2 separate regions of the Pan troglodytes genome follow, and region 2 is linked to region 1. A link is a contact called in public HiChIP or PLAC-seq data. All regions are on one chromosome and are shown on one strand. The core of a region is the stretch at or near the end of the contact, and the rest is flanking DNA. Distances in the headings are between cores, read along the strand shown. Region 1 holds the start of KLHL11 (kelch like family member 11). Region 2 holds the start of P3H4 (prolyl 3-hydroxylase family member 4 (inactive)).

Evidence for each region. HiChIP or PLAC-seq counts read pairs in DNA pulled down with a chosen protein or histone mark.
Region 2: an H3K4me3 HiChIP or PLAC-seq map of stem cell-derived excitatory neurons shows a contact between it and region 1, with 2.3 times the contacts expected there. The contact joins the promoter of P3H4 here to the promoter of KLHL11 in region 1. A contact is called at or near these places in 1 of 7 Hi-C or Micro-C datasets (stem cell-derived neural progenitor cells) and 1 of 1 datasets of contacts at active chromatin or transcription factors (stem cell-derived excitatory neurons).

The regions. Positions count from the first base shown.
Region 1 is chr19:26,273,446-26,277,243 of NHGRI_mPanTro3-v2.0_pri, forward strand. KLHL11 (kelch like family member 11) reads left to right here and starts at 1,856. Exons shown (of 2, transcript XM_016931798.4): 1 at 1,856-3,679. The coding sequence starts at 3,135. It overlaps ACLY (ATP citrate lyase), which reads left to right. Exons shown (of 28, transcript XM_063798578.1): 27 at 1-62; 28 at 861-1,845. The coding sequence ends at 955.
Region 2 is chr19:26,327,805-26,331,602 of NHGRI_mPanTro3-v2.0_pri, forward strand. P3H4 (prolyl 3-hydroxylase family member 4 (inactive)) reads left to right here and starts at 1,635. Exons shown (of 9, transcript XM_016931817.4): 1 at 1,635-1,773; 2 at 1,995-2,683; 3 at 2,853-3,005; 4 at 3,103-3,274. The coding sequence starts at 1,728. It overlaps FKBP10 (FKBP prolyl isomerase 10), which reads right to left and starts at 1,684. Exons shown (of 10, transcript XM_001144283.8): 1 at 862-1,684. The coding sequence starts at 1,106.

The sequences.
Region 1 (3,798 bases), core at 606-3,105:
ATATATTGACATTGGAGCCCTCAATGGCATCTTTGTGCTGGGAAGGAGTATGGGCTTCATTGGTGAGTCCGTTCGTTGTTGTTTTAAGTGTTTTTTTTTAAACCCCACGGTTCAGCTACACCACTTACCCATGGGGTTGAGTTTCTTTTTTTTTTTTTTTCTTTTTTAATTTTCTTTTTGTGGTTCAGTTTCTACAGAAGAAATGTCATATCCTCTTAATCATTGTTCTTAATCTTTCCTTTCTTACTTTAACCTTTCCCCTTATCTTTATCATTGTTCCTTTGTTCTTAGAAATGATTGCTAGCCCAGGAAATTTTTTTTTTTTTTTTTTTTGAGACTGAGTCTTGCTCTGTCACCGGGCTGGAGTGCAGTGGCGCGGTCTCAGCTCACTGCAACCTCCGCCTCCCGGGTTCAAGCGATTCTCCTGCCTCAGCCTCCCAAGCAGCTGGGACTACAGGCGCATGCCACCACGCCTGGCTAATTTTTTGTATTTTTAGTAGAGACGGGGTTTCACCATGTTAGCCAGGATGGTCTCGATCTCCCAACCTCGTGATCTGCCCACCTCGGCCTCCCAAAGTGCTGGGATTACAGGCGTGAGCCACCGTGCCCGGCCTATTTTTATTATTTATTTTATTTTTTCCCTTTAAAATTTTGTTTTAATTTAAAGGAAAATAGAATCAGATCCAACAGCTCCCTTGTACAAAGTCCGCCTCATCTACCTATACAGTGGATTTGGACTAAACTTCCCACTGCTTTGTGTCTACTTTTTTTGTGTGTTAGAAAGATTTCCCTTCCTTAGCCTCTTCCTCTCACCAGGCTTATGAAGCTCTAATAAAAAAGATGTGTTTGCTTCATTTTAGGACACTATCTTGATCAGAAGAGGCTGAAGCAGGGGCTGTATCGTCATCCGTGGGATGATATTTCATATGTTCTTCCGGAACACATGAGCATGTAACAGAGCCAGGAACCCTACTGCAGTAAACTGAAGACAAGAACTCCTCCCCCAGGAAAAAGTGTACAGACAGCTGGCAGTGGAGCCTGCTTTATTTAGCAGGGGCCTGGAATGTAAACAGCCACTGGGGTACAGGCACCGAAGACCAACATCCACAGGCTAACACCCCTTCAGTCCACACAAAGAAGCTTCATATTTTTTTTTATAAGCATAGAAATAAAAACCAAGCCAATATTTGTGACTTTGCTCTGCTACCTGCTGTATTTATTATATGGAAGCATCTAAGTACTGTCAGGATGGGGTCTTCCTCATTGTAGGGCGTTAGGATGTTGCTTTCTTTTTCCATTAGTTAAACATTTTTTTCTCCTTTGGAGGAAGGGAATGAAACATTTATGGCCTCAAGATACTATACATTTAAAGCACCCCAATGTCTCTTTTTTTTTTTTACTTCCCTTTCTTCTTCCTTATATAACATGAAGAACATTGTATTAATCTGATTTTTAAAGATCTTTTTGTATGTTATGTGTTAAGGGCTTGTTTGGTATCCCACTGAAATGTTCTGTGTTGCAGACCAGAGTCTGTTTATGTCAGGGGGATGGGGCCATTGCATCCTTAGCCATTGTCACAAAATATGTGGAGTAGTAACTTAATATGTAAAGTTGTAACATACATACATTTAAAATGGAAATGCAGAAAGCTGTGAAATGTCTTGTGTGTTATGTTCTCTGTATTTATGCAGCTGATTTGTCTGTCTGTAACTGAAGTGTGGGTCCAAGGACTCCTAACTACTTTGCATCTGTAATCCACAAAGATTCTGGGCAGCTGCCACCTCAGTCTCTTCTCTGTATTATCATAGTCTGGTTTAAATAAACTATATAGTAACAATGAAGGCATACTGCTGGCTCCTGGCATCCATATCCTTTGATCTGTATTCCTTTGTAACTGTACTTTTTTCCAGACAGGGTATCACTCTGCCGCCCCAGGGCTGGAGTACAGTGGCACCATCACAGCTCACTGCAGCCTCCATCTCCTGGGCTCAAGCAGTCCTCCCACTCCAGCCTCCCAAGTAGCTGGGACTACAGGAGCATACCACCACTCCAGGCTAACTTTTGTATTTTTTGTGGAGATAAGGTTTTGCTGTATTTCCCAGGCTGGTCTGGAACTCATGGACTCAAGCAATCCATCCTCCTTGGCGTCCCAAAGTGCTGTTACAGGCGTGAGCCACTGTGCCTGGCCTGGCCTGAACTGTACTAATAGTTTCAGTATATATGGTTTTAAAAATGCTCATCTACGGTCAGGCGTGGTGGCTCATGCCTGTAATCCCAGCACTTTGGGAGGCCGAGGCGGGTGGATCACGAGGTCAGCAGATGGAGACCATCCTGGCTAACACGGTGAAACCCCGTCTCTATTAAAAATACAAAAACTTAGCCAGGCATGGTGGCGGGCGCCTGTAGTCTCAGCTACTCTGGAGGCTGAGGCAGGAGAATGGCGTGAACCCGGGAGGCGGGGGTTGCAGTGAGCCGAGACCGGGCCACTGCACTCCAGCCTGGGCGACAGAGCGAGACTCCGTCTCAAAAAAAAAAAAATTAGCCTGGAGTGGTGGCGGGCGCCTGTAGTCCCAGCTACTCGGGAGGCTGAGGCACAAGAATCGCTTGAACCCGGGTGGCGGAGGTTGCAATAAGCGAAGAGCGCGCCACTGCGCTCCAGCCTGGGCAACAGAGCGAGACTCCGTCTCAAAAAAAAAACAACAACAAAAAACCCAAAACAAAAACAAAAACAAACAAAAAAAAACGGATAACGAGTAACTCATTCATCCCTCATCCACTTAGCTGGGGCTAGATCTTATAAAAATCCTGTATTGCCACTCAAGGCTTTAACAACAGGTAATGGTCTAAGGTGGCTTTACTCGACAAAATGACTGCAGAGAGCATGCTACCCACTAAGGAAAGGAAGCGAGCCATCCTCGCACCGACGCCCTGGGGCGAAGTCTTCTGGACTGGGCGACTGTTACTGACGGACCTCACCAAGGCAGGCAGAGCTGCTGGAGGCGAGGCGGCGCATGTGCGGCCGGCGGGCGACCTGGCCCCGCCCCGCGCGCACTATTTAATCCCAGAATCCCTCTGTGTCGCACCAACGGCCGCATCGTTCCGAGGCTGTGGAGGCCGGGCGCAGCGGCGTCAAGATGGCGGCTGCGGCAGTGGCGGCGGCGGCGGCGGCGGCCGCGGCTGCATCTCTTCAGGTACTGGAGATGGAGAGCATGGAGACGGCCGCCGCCGGCTCGGCAGGACTGGCCGCCGAGGTCCGAGGCAGCGGCACGGTGGACTTCGGGCCTGGGCCGGGGATCTCTGCAATGGAGGCGAGCGGGGGCGATCCGGGCCCAGAAGCCGAGGATTTCGAGTGCAGCTCTCACTGCTCAGAGCTGTCCTGGCGGCAGAACGAGCAGCGGCGCCAGGGCCTCTTCTGCGACATTACCCTGTGCTTCGGCGGGGCTGGAGGCCGCGAGTTCCGGGCCCACCGCTCGGTACTGGCTGCCGCCACCGAGTACTTCACGCCCCTGCTCTCGGGCCAGTTTTCCGAGTCCCGCTCGGGACGGGTGGAGATGCGCAAGTGGAGCTCCGAGCCGGGGCCCGAACCCGACACAGTGGAAGCCGTAATCGAGTACATGTACACCGGGCGCATCCGCGTCAGCACGGGCAGCGTGCACGAGGTGCTGGAGTTGGCCGACAGGTAGGCGAGGGAGGCGGGAGCGCGGAGGGCGGCGGGCGCGGAGAGGGGGAGATGCTCGCCGGCGGAGGGGAGGGCAGTGCCTGCCACGGCAGCTCGCGAGTCCTGAGTGAACGCATCGG
Region 2 (3,798 bases), core at 385-2,884, 54 kb after region 1:
TGTGTAACTGGGACCCTAGGTTTACCCCTGAGGCTGGCATACAGCCCTGCCCTGTGCCCGCTAACAAAAGTGGACTTGCTGGGGCAGACCAAAGGCCTGGATCAGACCAGGAGGCCACCTTACAAACCCCAAGGCTGGCAAAAATGGGCGGCCTGTGCCTCTGGCCTGGTGTACCTAAAATGGAGAGAGATGAAGGTTCCAGGAGAACCAGAGAGGGAGGAATGAAATTCCTCCAAGGAGCCCAGGGTGGCATGTCCGACTGTGTGACACGTAGACAGACAGGGCCTCCGCAGGGAGCCATGCGCTACCCCCAGGTCCAGCCGGCTGTCTTCTTATAATACCCACCAGCCTTTTTCCCTGCCCACCAGCCGCTGAAAACTCCCACCCCCTCCAAAAAAAAGTTCTATTCCCTCTTCTCTGACCACAAAGGCACTGAAAACAGTGGAACCAGAAGGGGAGTCAGGGTGGGTGGAAAGGTACGGCGTCCAGGCTGATAGACCATCCCAGGATTCTTAAGCAGCAGGGACCACTCCCTTCCCCCCAACACTGTAGATCAGAACACCCCTCTCCATCAGGTCATTAAATACAGCCCTGGTAACTACACAAGGCAGTTCACCTTGATTATCGAGTCCTTTCCGGGATGTGGAGAGCTTGTGAGAAAGAAATGGGATCCTTTGAGAAGTGAGGGTTTGGAAGTGGGGGCAGGAGGGTATCTTTGGGGAGATGGGTGTCTGGGAGGCCCCAGGGGTGCTGTCTAAGGTTAGAGTATTGGGATGCAGAGCTTAAAAGAGGCAACAAGGAAACAGGACCCCGGGTTCAGGGGACGGAGTGGTGAATCCGGGGGCGCCCAACCGGGGTTACCTTGAATCAAACTTCTTGCCATCTTCAAAAGTGCCGTTGTAGTGGTAGCGCACAAAATCCCCCATCTGCACTTCCCGGGGACAGGCCCTGGGGATGTGGTACCTCTCGATGACCACATCTTCCAGGGGGCCCCCGGCCGGGCTGGCGCGGCCCAGCCCCCTCCCCACGGCCTGCACCACCAGTAGCAGCAACTGCAGCAGGGGGAGCCGGAGGAGGCTGTGGCTGGGGGGGCCCGCGGGGAACATGGTGCCTGGAGTTGGGACCGCCGGCAGTGAGGGCGAGCGAGGGAGTCGCCACCAACCTCCTTCCCCCCGCCTCCCAGAACTGGCTCCCCCCCTTCCTGTCCTCTTTCCCTACCCCCGCCCTGGCTGGTCCACGTGGAATGGGGGCTGGGAAGACTGAGCTGGCCTGGCCGGGAGGAGCGGGGGAGGGGGTTGCAATAGGAGGAGGGGGCCAGGCTGAGTGTGTTAGAGTCTGAGGGAGGCACTACAAAGAACTCCAGGTTCCCCCTCCCCCCATCTCCATCCCTGGCTGCGAGACCTGGGGCCTGGCCAGGGAGAGAGGCTCGGGAAAGATGAGAACTCTGAGTGGACACCAAAGGAAAAAAAAAAAAGTTCAATGTCTTTTTCCGGAGCCCCCGGGTCCTAAAGCCGGGCGGAGATGAACCTTGCTTCGTTCGCGGGCACTTAGAATTCTAGTCCCCTCCAGGTGGGTGGTGAAGCCGCGGAGTGTGAGAGGCATCTCCGTGCTCATCCGTGACCCCAGCTGTACTCCAAGGGAAGGCATCTCCAGGGAAGAGCAGCTTGGTCCCGCAAAAGCTGGACTGCAAGAAGGACTTTGTGACTTGGGATGTGACGGGCACGGAGATGGAGCGGCGGGTGGTGGCAGCGCAAGGTGTGCAGGTGACAGCAGGTGTGTGCCTCCGACGTGGGCGGGGGAGACACTGGGAGGGTGCAGGAGGGCGCAGCGACGGAAGGCCTGGCTCCAGGGCTTCCCTCTCGTATGGGCAGCGCAGAGGAGGCGGCCCTCACTCAGTGTCCTGATCTCAGGCGGGGGCACTGTTTGCATGGGGAGGGGCTTCCTGGGCTTCCCATCTCTGGCGGGAAGCGCTCCCCGACTCATTCTCTACCTAGGGGACACCCCCAAGGCAGGAGCCCGGGCCGACGGAGAGGACTTAACGACACTATCGGACCCTCTGGGAAAAGAGGGGAGACGTCGTGACCCAGGCCCCGCCCCACCTTGCCGCCTCGTGCCCGGCGCTAAGACCCAGCGGGCGCGCCGCCCGCCCGGGGCCCGGCCCTGTCCCCTTCCGTCCGCGGGGCCGCCAGCTCAGCTCCGGGGAGCCGGCGGCGCGGCGGGCATGGCTCGGGTGGCGTGGGGGCTGCTGTGGTTGCTGCTGGGCAGCGCCGGGGCGCAGTACGAGAAGTACAGCTTCCGGGGCTTCCCGCCCGAGGACCTGATGCCGCTGGCCGCGGCCTACGGGCACGCTCTGGAGCAGTACGAGGGAGAGAGCTGGCGCGAGAGCGCGCGCTACCTGGAGGCGGCGCTGCGGCTGCACCGGCTCCTGCGCGACAGCGAGGCCTTCTGCCACGCCAACTGCAGCGGCCCCGCGCCCGCGCCCAAGCCCGACCCCGACGGCGGCCGCGCAGACGAGTGGGCCTGCGAGCTGCGGCTCTTCGGCCGCGTCCTGGAGCGAGCCGCCTGCCTGCGGCGCTGCAAGCGGACGCTGCCCGCCTTCCAGGTGCCCTACCCGCCGCGGCAGCTGCTGCGTGACTTCCAGAGCCGCCTGCCCTACCAGTACCTGCACTACGCGCTGTTCAAGGTGGGAGCCTGCCCCCACCCGGGGACCTGTCTCGGGCTGGGCGTCGTGGCTCCCCACAGATCGGTCGAAGGAGCGTTACCTTCACCCGAGGCACGAAGCCCGCCGTGCGCTCGGGGCCGCGAGCTCCGGTCTTGCTGACCCGCTCCCCCACCCCCTACCCCCCGACCAGGCTAACCGGCTGGAGAAGGCGGTGGCGGCGGCCTACACCTTCCTCCAGAGGAACCCGAAGCACGAGCTGACCGCCAAGTATCTCAACTACTATCGGGGGATGCTGGACGTCGCCGACGAGTCCCTCACGGACCTAGAGGCCCAGCCCTACGAGGTGGGGTGGAGGGTCAGGAGGAGGCTTGCAGAGGAGGGCTAGTAGAGGAGGGGAGATGTTGGGGGCGCCCTGACTCCCCCTGCCACGCCCCTTCCAGGCCGTGTTCCTCCGGGCTGTGAAGCTCTACAACAGCGGGGATTTCCGCAGCAGCACGGAGGACATGGAGCGGGCCTTGGCAGACTACCTGGCAGTCTTTGCCCGGTGCCTGGCCGGCTGTGAAGGGGCCCATGAGCAGGTGGACTTCAAGGACTTCTACCCGGCCATAGCAGGTATCCGCCACCCAGACCACGGTGGGCGGTCCTCTCACCCACAGGGCCCGGTAAGGCAGATGTCCCCTTCATGCACGTGGAGCACTGCGAATGCGGAGGAGCCAGCCGGGAGGAAGGCCTTGTCTGTTGAGAAAGACGCTGGGTGCAGGGGCCCCAGCTGGGAGTGTCCAAGGGGCTGGATCAGTGAGTAGAGGCAGTGACATCCCTAAAGGGTTTGGGAAGCTTGGGTTCATAGGCCTTCCAGGCAGAGGGCAGTGCAGATGCAAAGGTGCAGCGGTGAGGAGTAGCCCAGCAGGTGTGTGCAGAAAGCAGTTGATAACCAGAAATTACACCTAGTCTTGGGATCTCTAACCCTGGGGTCCCTCGAGCAGGGGCAGAAAGGACTGTACTTGGCCAGGTGTGGTGGCTCACACCTGTAATCTCAGCACTCTGGGAGGCCGAGGCAGGCAGATCACGAGGTCAGGAGTTCAAGACCAGCCTGACCAACATGGTGAAACCCCATCTCTACTGAAAGTACAAAAATT